Linked DNA regions of Sus scrofa: region 1 is linked to region 2. A link is a contact called in public Hi-C data. All regions are on one chromosome and are shown on one strand. Each heading gives the region's core, a stretch centred on a gene start, on an enhancer-like site or on the middle of the called end of the contact. The rest is flanking DNA. Distances are from core to core; before and after follow the strand shown.

Evidence for each region. A called contact is a pair of places that touch in the nucleus more often than the background predicts.
Region 1: a contact with region 2 is called in a Hi-C map of embryonic fibroblasts, with 2.0 times the contacts expected there. The contact joins the promoter of BRI3BP here to the promoter of AACS in region 2. A contact is called at or near these places in 1 of 5 promoter capture datasets (liver) and 10 of 47 Hi-C or Micro-C datasets (brain, embryonic fibroblasts, epiblast stem cells and 4 more).

Annotation. Positions count from the first base shown.
Region 1 is chr14:28,198,709-28,205,524 of Sscrofa11.1, reverse strand. BRI3BP (BRI3-binding protein) reads left to right here and starts at 3,419. Exons shown (of 3, transcript XM_001924273.7): 1 at 3,419-3,786. The coding sequence starts at 3,583.
Region 2 is chr14:28,166,456-28,173,645 of Sscrofa11.1, reverse strand. It overlaps AACS (acetoacetyl-CoA synthetase), which reads left to right and starts at 4,385. Exons shown (of 18, transcript XM_021072487.1): 1 at 4,385-4,697. The coding sequence starts at 4,565.

The DNA of each region.
Region 1 (6,816 bases), core at 2,170-4,669, 33 kb before region 2:
AGTGACAGAATAACTAAAAAAAGAAGGTATCTATTAGATAACTTTGAATTCTCATTACCACATCACATTGTCTGTAGTGCACTTGGAAATAATGTATTTTCAGAATCCTATAATTATCTTGTGAACAAGAATGGTTATGTTGTGTCTCCTTTTTTTCCGTTAAGGGCAAACATTTAAATCGTCTCACAAAAAAAATGAAGGCACTAGGAGTTATCTCAGAATTTTGGAAAGGATAAAGTTATTTTTTATTTTATTTATTTATTTTTGCTTTTTAGGGCTGCACCCATGGCATATGGAGGTTCCCAGGCTAGGGGTCAAATCCGAACTATAGCTACCGGCTTATACCACAGCCACAGCCACGCCAGATTTGAGCCATGTCTGCAACCTATACTACAGCTCACAGCCATGTCAGATCCTTAACCCACTGAGCAAGGCCAGGGATCGAACCTGCATCCTCATGGATGTTAGTCAGATTCGTTAACTGCTGAGCTATGATGGAAACTCCAAGGATAGTTATTTTAAAAAGTTATTTAGGGAGTTCCTGTCGTGGCGCAGTGGTTAACGAATCCGACTAGGAACCATGAGGTTGTGGGTTCGATCCCTGGCCTTGCTCAGTGGGTTGACGATCCCGCGTTACTGTGGCTCTGGTGTAGGCCGGGGCTACAGCTCCGATTAGACCCCTAGCCTGGGAACCGCCATATGCCGCAGGAGCAGCCCAAGAAATGGCAAAAAGACAAAAAAAAAAAAAAAAAAAAAAAAGTTATTTAAAGTTACTGCCTCAGGAAAAACACTTGAATAATCCAGAGCAAGATCTGGCTGCAGGAGTTCCCATTTTGGCTCAGTGGGTTAAGAATCCAACCTAGTGTCTGTGAGGATGCAGGTTTGATCCCCCGCCTTTCTCAATGGGTTAAGGATCCCGCATTGCCACAAACTCTGGTGTAGGTCGCATATGTGGCTTGGATCCAGCATTGCTGTGGCATAGGCCCGCAGCTGCAGCTCCAATTGGACCCCTAGTCTGAGACCTTTCATATGCCACAGGTACAGCCTTAAAAAGAAAAAAAGAAAAAAAATCTGGCTGTAGAATAGGTAAGCAATGAATAGTTGCTGAGTTGTCACTGCAGCAGTTCCTGGCCTGGGAACTTTCTGGGGTGTGACAAATAATAAATGTTGAATATAAGAACGAACAAATGAATGAAGAGTGTGATTAATTTGGATAAGCACCTGTCTTTCCTTGAAAAACAAAAACAAACCCCGGAGTTCCCATCGTGGCTCAGTGAAAACTAATCTGACTAGGAAACATGAGGTTGCAGGTTCCATCCCTGGCCTCACTCAGTGGGTTAAGGATCTGGTGTTGCCATGAGCTGTGACATAGTTCAGCATCTGTAGCTCAGATTCGCCCCCTAGCCTGGGAAACTCCATATGCCATGGGTGCAGCCCTAAAAAAAGCAAAAACAAGCAAACACACAGGTGGTACATGACAGGATGTAGATAGTATATGAACATACTTTCAATTAAAAAGGATTGGGAGAGGCAGAAGTTGTAATGAACTTACCAAACCTGTTTTCAAGGATTTTATTGCTTAGGAGGAATAAATATGTTTAAGTAAATAAAAAGTGTGTTCATATTAAAATAATTGGGTAGGTAGTGGTACATTCTCATATTTTCTTCTAAAAGATTATATGCCAGGGAGTACCCACTGTGGCTTAGTGGGTCAAGAACACGACTAGTATCTATGAGGATGTAGGGTCTATCCCTGCCTCCCTCAATGGCTTAAGGATCCAGTGTTTGCCCAAACCTGCACTGTAGGTCACTGATGAGACTTGGATCTGGTGTGGCTGTGGCTGTGGCTGTGGTGTAGGCCAGCAGCTGCAGTTCCTATTCAACCCCTAGCCTGGGTATTTCCATATGCCACAGGTGCAGCCTTAAAAAGAAAAACAAAACAAAAAAATATATATATATTATATACCAAAGGGTTATCTCCAGAAGATATAAAGAACATTTGATAAAGAAAAAAGAAAAAGGTACATACACAACACCAGGGGTCTAATAAATAAACTGTTGAATAAGAAACCAATCACAAAAATCATACCTTAATACATATAAAGTTCCAAAAGAGGCAAAATGAATCCCCTAAATTTTGGAGGGAGCATAGTGAACAAGGCAGAACAAAAGGAAACTTTCTGCAAAGATGGTAATGTTCTTTTTCTCTACCTGTGTGTTGTTTAAATTCATAGAGAGGTACCTTATGATTCGTGCCTTTTCCTCTCCGCAAGCTTGCTATAGTTCAAAAAAAAAAGAGGATAAAATATGGAGTCAATCAATATATGAAAACCTCACCAGGAATGCAGAAAAATGTGAGTTCAAAAATAAGATAAAAATTTTCACTCTTTGGCAAAAGTTAAGTTTTATTTTCCTGGTTGTCTCAAAAAATGGTGAGACACAGTGTGCTTGATTTAGTGTGCAAACAAGGCCCTTGCATTCTATTTGGTTATTAAGGCTCTTAAGTCTTTTAAAACCAATAAACCTCCCTTGCTTTCATTTTTTATGTCATTTACTTATTGAAGAAACTGGGTCATTTGTCCTGTAGAATGCTCCACATTCTGGCTATGGCTGATGGCTTCTGCTGCTTCTAATTTTTTCCTCCATCCCCCCATATTTCCTGTAAACTGATGGTTAGATGTTGAGGCCACTTCAAGTTCGGGCCCAGAGTATTTTGGCAAGAATCAATCATAGATGGAGCTTGGTACTTCTGCCTGGAACACTAGCAGGTCCAAGTCCTGACTACTTGGCTGCTCCATTTTCAAGTTCTCCACCAACCTGCCACCCTTTGGTTCAAGTCTCTTGATGATCATCGCCTGGATCCATTATTTCATTAAGCGGTACAAAATGATTTTCTAATTTCTAGTCTCTCTCACTGCCTCCTCATCTACTAGCTGGACTTTCCTAAAAAGAACTTTTCCATCCTCCACTATTTCGTGACTCCGAAAATAGAGTTCGTTCAAGAAGGGCGGGAGGGACGCCTGATACTTATTTAAACATTTCAGAATGAATGAATAAGCTGGTACCCATGCCATTGGCAACGTTATCTATTTGTTGGGTACCATTTAAATTCCCCGATATATAAAAAATACGTAGTTGTTGCTTTCCAATCAATTTCAATCATTGTCCTTGTTGGGGCTGTTTCAACTTTTACAAGCTTGGGTTTCTTTTCATATGTAGAAAAGTTAAAAATAAAAATTATTAGAAAAAAAAAAAAGAAAGTATGAAAGAAAAAAGGAAAGGTTAAAGTCCCATCAGGTCAGGGAGGGCTTCCGGGGGTGGGGGTGGGGAGCTCAGTAACCTCTAAGCCGCCCCGCGCGCTCAGGCTAGGTCCCCCGCGGTACCGCGTCCGGGGGCGGGGCGAGGCGTGGGCAGGGCCGTCGCGCCTTTGCGCGCGGGGCGGGGCAGGTGGCGCGGCGGTGGCGGCAGCAGAGGTGCGGCGCGCGGCTCCGGAGCGCGCCAACGCGGTCCCCGCCGGAGTCGCGGCGTACCTCCGTGTGGCCCTCACCCGTCTCCCCAACTCGATATCCCACTGGCCTCAGGATGGGCGCGCGCGTCTCGGGCAGGCCCCGAGCCGGGACTGGGTTCCTGCTGCTGCTGCTGCTGCTCGGGCTGCTGGCCCCGGGGGCGCAGGGAGCGCGGGGCCGCGGCGGCACCGAGAAGAACAGCTACCGCCGCACAGTCAACACCTTCTCGCAGAGCGTCAGCAGCCTGTTCGGCGAGGACAACGTGCGCGCCGCTCAGAAGGTGGGCGCCGGGCCCGCGCCTGCGGTCACCTTGCCCGGCCGCCGCGCACCTGGCGTCGGGGCCCACTTGGGCCGTGCGCAGCCTCCAGGGCTGCCGGCCGGCCGGGGCGCGGGAAGAGGGGGGCCCGGGCCGGGGGCGGGGGTGCCGGGCCTGCGCCCCGGGGGCCTGCCGCCTGGGGCCCGCGCCCCTGCCGGGCCAGCGCCGGGTCTAGCGGCTCGTTCCGGCGCGGGGCCGGGGCGCAGGGCGTCTCTTTCTCGCTGCACTTCTCCTTGGACCTTGTCCCCGGGGGCAGCGCGGCCAGGGCATCCCCGCAGATGCGCTGACGCCGGCAGCGCCTCTCATTCATTCATTCAACGCGTCTGAATGAGCGCCTACTGTGAGCCAGGCACCGTGGCGGCTGCCCAGGGGGCGCCCTGCCGGCTCGCGCCCGCTCGCTCTCCCCACGCTGCTGCGCTCTCCGCAGCAACCCCAAATTTCCTCTAGCCTAGCAGCCGACCCACTTCCCCTGAGCACCTTTGGCCTTCCTCCTTTTGCTTTGAAGATATTTAAGTCTCTCTCTCTTTTTTTTTTTTTTAAAGGAAAGGCGTAATGCAGTCAATTCTGTTACTTTGGCTACCTGGCTTGGTAGCCCTGAGCCCCTACTGTGTGCAGGGTCTTTTACTTGGAGCGTTTTGTTTCCTTGGGAGCTGTTTAAGAGCCTCAGAACCCTGGGAATGGTGTTGAGCGCTCCGGAGAAGAGCAGGAAGTTCTTTCTCCTCGCTGTGCCCTCTGTAGCTGGGTGAGAGGCGCCATTGGGGTAAAAGTCCACTGAGAAGGGGGAAGTGAATAAATAAGGGGACAGTTGTCTGTGGTCATGCGGGCCTTAAGTACAGTCCTTGCTGTTCCACCTCTTAATTCCTTTGCTCTGTGCCAGTTTGGGGTTTTGGAGTGGAAAGAAGTTTGAATTTAAATTCCAGGTCTCAGAGTTCCCTGGTGGCCTGGTGGTTAAGGATCCACGTGGTCACTGCAGTGGCGAGGGTTAGATCCCAGGACCGAAAACGTCTTCGTTCCTCAGGTCTTACTAAATGGCTTTGGGCAACTGATTTTACTTTTTAGAATCTCAGTTTCTTTTCTTTCTTTCTGTCTGTCCTTTTGTCTGTCTGTTGTTCTGTCTGTCTTTCTTTTTAGGGCTGCACCCCAGGCATGTGGAAGTTCCCAAACTAAGGGTCAAATTGGAGCTGCAGCTGCCAGTCACAGCCACAGCAACATGGGATACAAGCTTGTCAGCGACCTACTTCACAGCTTACAGCAATGCCTTATACTTAACCCACTAAGGCCAGGGATGGAACCCACATCCTCATGGATACTAGTCGGATTCGTTACTGCTGAGCCACAATGGGAACTCCTCAATATCTTTATAGATTATACTCCATGTATAGTTACTATAAAATATTGGCCATATTCCCTGTGGAGTATGTCCTTATAACTTTAAAATTTTGTATTTAGTCGTTTTTACCTCTTAAACCCTAACCGATATTTTGGCCCTCCTCCCTTCCCTCTCCCCAGTGTTAACCACTAGTTTGTTCCCTGTATCTGTGAGTTTGCTTCCTTTTTGGTATATTCACTAGTTTGTTATTTTTTAGATTCTGCATATAAGTGATATTATACAGTATTGTCTTTGGCTTATTTCACTAAATGTAATACCCTCCAGGTCCATCCATGTTTCTGCAAAGGTCATTGTATCATTCTTTTTGTGGCTGAATAGTATTCCGTGTGTGTGTGTGTGTGTGTGTGTGTGTGTGTAGGTATATATCTATGTATATATATTTATATATCACATCTTCTTGTCTGTCTTTTTGATTGTAGCCATTCTAGTGGGGCTGACAAGGTATCTCCCTGTGGTTGTGGCAGATCTGTTGACTTTGGGGGTTTTTTTGGTATTATTATTATTGTTTTGGCTGCACACATGGCATACAAAAATTCCCAGGCTAGGGGTTGAACAATGATTGCACCACAGCAGTAACAACACTAGATCCTCAACCACTAAACCACCAGGGAACTCTTATTTGTTTATTTATTTTTATTGGAGTATAGTTGCTCCTCAAAGTTGTGTTAGCTTTAGGTGTACAGCAGAGTGATTCAGTTATACACATACATATATTCATGCTCTTTAAGATATTTTTCTCATATAGGTAATTACAGAATATTGGGTAGTTTTCCTGTGCTGTGCAATAGGTCTTGTTGGTTCAGATCAGTTGACCTTTTTTTGTCCTTTTTTTTTTTGTATTTTCTTGGGCCACTCCCACAGCATATGGAGGTTCCCAGGCCAGGGGTCTAATCGTAGCTGTATCTGCTGGCCTACACCAGAGCCATAGCAACATGGGATCCGAGGCACATCTGCGACCTACACCACAGCTCACGGCAACACTGGATCCTTAACCCACTGAGCGAGGGCAAGGATCGAACCTGCAACCTCATGGTTCCTAGTCGGATTCATTAACCACTGAGCCACAAAGGAACTCCTGACTTTTTTTTTTTTTTTTGTATAAATTTTTTTTCCCTTTTTATGGCCATACCTGCAGCATATGGTGTTCCTAGGCCAGAGGGTTGAATTGGAGCTGCAGCTGCTGGCCTATGCCACAGCCACAGCAACATCAGATCTAAGCTGGCCCTGTGACCTACACCACAACTCACGGTGACACTGGATCCTTAACCCACTGAGCAAGGCCAGGGATCAAAACTGCCTCCTTACAGAGACTAGTCAGGTCCTTAACCTGCTGAACCACAACAGGAACTCCCAGACTGGGTGACTTTTGAATTGTCCCACGATGGGTCTGATAGTCTCCTCTGGGTTAGACTGAGGATGCACAATTCCAGCAAGAATTGTGCGTGAGGCTCTTGAGTCCTGGCTTGAGTAGTACATCAGGGCATGGGGTGTTGGCCTGTCTCATTACTTTACTCTTAGCTTGAGGCTGGTGGACCTTCTGGCCTGGAAGGTGCCTTTTCCCCTTTGTCATTCATTTGTGATGTGTGGGTAATGTTCCAGTGCTT
Region 2 (7,190 bases), core at 3,136-5,635:
TAAATTCCCTTTTTATTTCTAGAGTTATATAATTGGTGTGTCATTTTTCTCCTTCTACTTTAATATTTTCAGTCATACTTACATCGTTTATACTTTATTTTAGTTTTTTAGGGCTGCACTTGCAGCATATGTAAATTCCCAGGTTATGGGTTGAATCGGAGCTACACCACAGCCACAGCAACAAGGGATCCAAGCCTTGTCTGGGAACTACACCACAGCCCACAGGAATGCAGGATCCTTAACCCACTGAGCAAGGCCAGGGATTGGAACTACATTCTTATGGATACTAGCCGGGTTCTTAACCTGCTGAGCCACAATGGGAACTCCTCTATATTTATTTTAATTCAACTCTAGCTCCCACCATCATCAAAGTCTCAAGTTAGCCTCTGAACTTGCCTTTTTTTTTTTTTGGCTGGGCCCTTGGCATGCAGAAGTTCCCAGGCTGTGCCACAGCAGTGACCTTAGCCACAGCAGTGACAACACTGGATCCTTAACCTGCTGAAGCACCAGGGAACTCCTGAACTTATCTCAAAGAGGGTTCACTAAGTTTTGCAAGTATACTGTACTCATACAACCTTAAACTTAAGCATACCCTTTGTCGTAAGCACATAATGAATCAAAATCTTTAATGAAACCTGAAAATTTCTTCTGAATAGCACAAAGCATCATACTGTGTATATATTCTTTTTTTTTTCTTGTCTTTTTGCCTTTTCTAGGGCCGCAGCCACAGCAACGCGGGATCCGAGCCGCGTCTGCGACCTACACCACAGCTCACGGCAACGCCGGAACCTTAACCCACTGAACAAGTCCAGGGTCTGAACTCGCAACCTCATGGTTCCTAGTCGATTCATTAACCACTGTGTCACAACGGGAACTCCCGTACTGTGTATATATTCTAACACTGTATATGTTAAAAATAATTAGCCTTAATTAAAAGTATTACATTATTAAATGTAAACATGTAAAGTAGGCATTTAGGAGTTCCTGTGGTGGCTCAGCGAAAATGAATCTGACTAGCATCCACAAGGACTCAGGTTTGATCCCTGGCCTTGCTCAATGGGTAAAGCATCCAGTGTTGCTGTGAGTTGTTGTGTGGTGTGGGTCGCAGATGCATTTAAACCATAACACAGTATCAGCATTTCTTCATTTTTTTCCCTATGCTCATAAGAATTTAAGTGGCTTGGCCTTGTTTTTCAACCTCTGAGTTTGGGTGGATAGTATATTACCATTTAGAGAAGAAAGACTTCATAATATTTATTTATGTGTTTATTTTGTTTTATTTATTGTGGAATTTGTTATTACTGGTAGCATATAAGAAAACACCAAGGATCTTTCCCTAAACAGTGTCTCCCATAAATATTGAAAGATTGAATCCTGCGAGGAAAAGCTAAGTTATTTTTCTACGGTTCTGCCCTGGGGGAATTGGGATATGCTGCAATGCATTGAAGTTCTGAAGTCTCTGACAAGACACAACAGCTGCCTTGAAATGTCTGTATCGCTTAGTGGTGTCCCAGAATCTGACCACTGTCACCTTTGCAAGATCCCTCAGAGCCTCAGACCTCACCCCAAGACAGCACAACCTGAGACAGGCCAGCCAGGTCCTGGTCCTGCTCTAAAGAGGGGAATTGAGAGCTTCCCCTGCGCATTTTGTCTTCCAGAGGGGTAATGAGTCTTTTCGGGACAATTGGGGCGAAGAGAGCATCAAATCTCCTTATCGGTCTGATTCATCAAGTGCATTGAATCTCACACATGCTAGGAGCCCAAAATACACACCTGAACATTAACGTGAAAGAATAAGCGTGTCCTAGCCCTTCAGACGCAAATCCCTCCTTTTTGCTCCCCAGAAGTCAAGCTCAAGGCTGTAACTCCTGTAACTCAGTAAGCTCAAAGGTGAATATTTCGGAATTGAGGGAGACAAAGAGTCACAGCAGGACAGACCCGCAGGGGACAGGTTGTCAAGGTGACTACACCCGCCCTTAACAGTCGAAGGGTGATCCCGCCCCGCACTCCTTTTTCCGGATTTCCTTTGCGATTGGCTGAGAGGCGTGGCCTCGAGGCACCGGGACGCCTCTCAATTGGTTGGATCTCAGGCCCGCCTTTCACCATGAAAGGCCTGGGCCGATGTGAGGCCAGCTCCCTGGCAGCCAATCAGTGTGCGAGCTGAGTGTGGTTCGTCAGTGTGGACTGGATCCCTCCGCCGGCAGCGAGGGCGCGGGCTCCTGGATGGGCGGGGCGGGCTGGTGTCCTGAGAGGTTGTCCGGATGGGCCGCGGGGACGTTTGTCGTGCCAATTGGAGGAGAAAGGAGCAGAGCCACAGAACCGAGCAGCTTTGTCCCTAGGGGGCTATCCCTTCTTCTGAGAACTTCTCCAGCATATTCGAACACTCTCGTGGCATCCAAAAAATTAAAAAAAGACTCCCAAACCCAAAAGAATCAGTACAAATACACACAATAAATAAAAGAACGCCAAGAAAAATAAAAGAAAGGTGTAAATTGCCTGGAATATCCAAAAGAAATGCTCAATATAGTCTTAAAATATTGACAATATTGACAACTCTAAAACTCTCAAGTAACCTCTCCCTAAATATTTGCATTGATATTTTGCCCCGGGCTATAGGATTACCGAATCTGGGCACTTCTTTGAATTATAACCACCTACAATAGAGTGGAGTGGTGGGGGAAGATTTCCAAGCAAGTGCAGCCTTCTGGAGGTCGGAGAGAATAAGATTTCTCTGTATCCTATTGCACCATCTAACCCCTCCTTCACTTTTTGTGCCTGCTGAATACACTAGAGACTGTATTTTTCATGATCCTTTTCTTTGGAAGCCTGGCGTCTGAAAAATGAACTTTGCAAATACATAAGAAGCCAAATCAAACCAGAGGGTGGAGAGTCACCTCATCTGGTCACATTCCGTTCCCTGCTCAAAACAATTTAGAGATTAAACCGTAGCATGCTTTAGATGGCTTGTATGGCTGGTCTAAATCTCTAGGATTGGGGAGAGTGGCTCAGTGGTTAACGAATCCGACTAGGAACCATGAGGTTGCGGGGTTCGGTCCCTGCCCTTGCTCAGTGGGTTAACGATCCAGCGTTGCCATGAGCTGTGGTGTAGGTTGCAGACACGGCTCGGATCCATTGTTGCTGTGGCTTTGGTGTAGGCCAGGGGCTACAGCTCCGATTTGACCCCTAGCCTGGGAACCTCCATATGCCGCAGGAGCAGCCCTAGAAAAGGCAAAAAAAAGAGAAAGAACCCATTAGGATGCAGGTTCAATCCCCGGCCTTGCTCAATGGGTTAAAGGATCCAGCGTTGCTGTGAGCTGCTGCATGGGTCACAGAAATGGCTAAGATGGGATGTTGCTGTGACTTTGGTGTAGGCTGGCAGGTGCAGCACCGATTCCATTCCTAGCCTGGGAACTCCTATATATGCAGCAGCTGTGGCTGTAAAAAAGAATCCAACTGCAATGGCTTGGGTCACCGCGGAGGAACGGGTTCCATCCATGTTGCCCATGGATTCCATCCGATGACTCCCCACCATTTATTTATCTCTATTCCTGTTGAAGATCTTGACTTGTTGCCATATTTTCTCCTCTGCTCTCCCCTTGGGGCTGGAGAGGAAGTGGAGAGGTTGAACTTTGACACATCACTTGGGGTACGTACCATCTCCTCCTAGGTACGTACCATCCACCCGATTTCCACAGCCCCATGGGTGGGCAGGGAGGACCGAGGCAACCACACCAGCAAAGCCAGAAAAATCCTCCACCAGCTCTTTGGCCTGGTTAACTCAGCAAACTTGGCACAGTCCATTGGCTGACTCTTCCATCATTTACTTATCCCCATTTATATGTATATGCTGTATGTGAATATATATGTATCCTATATATCTGACCTATACAGGATTCGTATCTATAGATACCCATATATAAGTTTACATAGATAGACTTCTTTAAGTGTCTGCATATGCATGGAGATATTTTGGAAAGTAGAACAAAGACCTGCCGCTGGCTTAAATAAGCAGTCTTGGAGCTTAGACAGGTTGTAGCGGAAAACTGATTTTGCCCAAGTTCTAACAAAGGAGTCAGGAAGTGGGACTCAAGGGAAGGGCGAGAAGAACTTCTGGGGTAAGAAGCTGATAGACTTCTATTTCCAGCAGCTACTGAATAACAGGCTCTACCAGGCCAGTCCAGAATCAAGGTGATGGATGGTGGTTTCCAATCAGAGACTTAGCGCTGCTTTAACCCCTCCACGCTCCAGGCGATGTTGGGGAGCCTGTGCCCACGGAGCGGGCGCAGACACCTGGCCGGTGTATGAAGATTTCAGTCCTGCGGCGGCAGCACTCCTTTGCGAGGCGCGACTCCCGCGGAGGGTTACACCTCGAGAGGGGTGGGGCCTACAGAGGGGGGGCCTGGAGGGGGCGGGGCTCCCCGGGTGTCCTACCGGGTGGTCGCGCCCGCTGCAGTTGCTTTCAGTCAGCAGAGCAGCTCAGCCAGTAGTCTCGCACCCCAGCGTCAGCCGCCGTCCCCGGTCCGGTCTCCCGTCCCAGCGCAGCCGCGGCGTCCCTGCCGCAGCCATGTCCAAGGACACGCGGGCCGGGCAGGAGGAGATCCTGGAGTGCCAGGTGATGTGGGAGCCTGACAGCAAGAAGAACACGCAGATGGACAGCTTTCGGGAGGCCGCGGGCGCCGTCTGCGGCCTGGCCCTGGGTGAGTGCAGGGCGCGTGTTCTGGGGGCCGGGAGCTTCCAGAAATCGGCTTCCACCCAAGGGGTCCAAGGAACCACCTTGGCAGAAGGACCTTCCTCCTGGGGTCCGGGGCGCCTCCTATGCCTGAGCGTTGATGTCAGGACCCCACCTCGTAGTTGGAGTTGGACTCCTGATTTCCAGTTTCCCTACTCTGAGGCCTGGAGGAGCCATTGGAGATGGGGGCCCCTCTTCAGGGTGTAGCGCATCTTCTGACTGTGGGGCTTTGCCCCCTTGTCTGTGCGGGCTCTCACTTCCTTTTCTCTTCATTGCAGCATCCATCTCCCTGGCAGGATCGCCCCTCGGGCCTTGGGACCGTTGTAGACCGAGAAGTCCCTTGCTAAGTGTTCATCTGTAAAGTGGGGAGCTCCCTGGGGTCTTGCCATCCAGCCTGGGGGGGCTTCTCCCTGACACAGGGTCTTTCTGACTTTAGATTTTCTGGTCTCTTGGTGGAGGGAGGGGGTCACCTGCCAGCCATTGGTACCTTGGGCTGCCCTCTCGTACCCCACCAGGCTGACCCCACTAGAAGGCCAGCCTGGATTCCAGGCCCCTAGGAGAAGGATGGTCAGCTAGGGTTCTGTCTTTGGGATCCAGGTGGAAATCCCCTCACATGTTTATATACCTACCCTGAATGGAACCTGGGCCAGGGCCTCCCTTCCAACTCCCACCCTGGTGTCAGGAGCCACCGGGCTGGGTGTGGACCTGGGTGAGAAGTTTTCTCCCAGCTCTACCTGGCTTGTCCACCTACCTCCTGGGTACCCCCGGCCTCTGGGGTCTTCACCTATTAGGACCCTTTCCTCCCCTTCTCGCCCCCTCCGCTGGCACCAGGGACTCCAGTGATTCTGGCTTCTTCCATCACTCCCTTTCCCCCCCAATGCCAGCACCTCCTCTGGGGCTTTCATTTCCTCTTCTCTGAACACAGGTTCGTTTTCCTGCTTCCTGCTTTTCTTCCCTCCCCCTCAACACCACTGTGTGTTTTGCTTGGGCAGCCTTGAAGCACAGGTCTGACTTTATCAACACCGGGTCCCCTGCCCTACCCCCTCCAGGCTCACAATGTCTCCTTGTTGGCTGTGTATTTGCAAACCCTGCCACCTGGCAGCTTCCAAGCACGCCAGTGCGATGGGTGTCATAGCTTCCACGGAGCCCCTTCCCTTGGCTTCCCTCTCCCTCCTGCCTGCTCCTAGAAGAGCGCTTGGCTTATTACTGTCAGGGCCTTTCAGGTCATAGTTGCTAAGTTAATGTTTGTTGACCTGGGAGACAGACTTGACTCCTAAGAAGAGCCAGGAGTGGAACTACATCCTCATTCCGTGTTACTTTGCCTTGATTCTGTCTCTCTCTTTTTTCAATCCTCGGCTCAGCACACTGGGTTTTTTTCTTCTTTTTTCTCACGCCTGCACTTGTGGCATATGGAAGTTCCCGGGCATATGAAATAGTTCCCAGGTCGAATCAGAGCTGCAGCTGCCGGCCTACACTACAGCCGTAGCAACACCAGACTGAAGCCTCATCTGCAGCCTACACCACAGCTCATGCCAATGCTAGATCCTTAACCCCCCGAGCAAGGCTAGCGATTGAACTTGCATCCTCACAGAGACAGTGTTAGGTCCTTAACCCACTGAGCCACAACAGAAACTCCCCATCTCTCTCTTCTCTGCCAGCTGTTCTCCTGGGGATTGCCTAGCCCTGATGTTTTACAAACTGATTTCACAGAAGGGTGGTCCTGTGAGGTTGGTGAGACCTATTTGTAATCTGACTAGCCATGCAATCCGAAGGAAGTCACTGGACCTCCCTGAGCCTCAGTTTCTTATCTGTTAAATGGGCAGAATGAGAGGCCCGTGTCATTGGGTGGATGTGAGGGTGACAGGAGATGACCAGGCCCAGTGCTGGCCTGCACCTGACCTGTGGGGGTTGTGGAGTAAATACTGGCAGCACCGTAGCTCACAGCCTGCCTGTCTATCTCCTGTCTGTCCTTTAAGGCTGGGATTGGTGGCCCGTGGGCCAGATTGGACCTGCTGACTTAGTTTGGGTGGCTCACACATTGAAAGATTGCATAGGAAAAACAAGATCTCAAGTTTCTTTTGAAAACTCAAAGCCCAGGGATGCTGGGTCTGTGTCCTCACGTGACAGCATCAGCTGAGTTGAGTGGGAATCCTCTCTTGGTCTAGGGGTGGTTTGGAGCTAGGTTTTTTCTTTTTTCTTTTCTTTTCTTTTTTTTTTTTTTTTTTTGGCTTTTCAGGGCTGCACCCACAGCATATGGAGGCTCCCAGGCTAGAGGTTGAATCGGAGCTATAGCTGCAAGCCTCCACCACAGCCACAGCAACTCGGGATCCAAGCCACATCTGCAGCCTACATTACAGCTCACGACAGTGCCGGATCCATGACCCACTGAGTGAGGCCAGGGATTGAATCCGAAACCTCATTTGTTTCTGCTGTGCTGTGACGGGAGCTCCTGGAGCTAGGT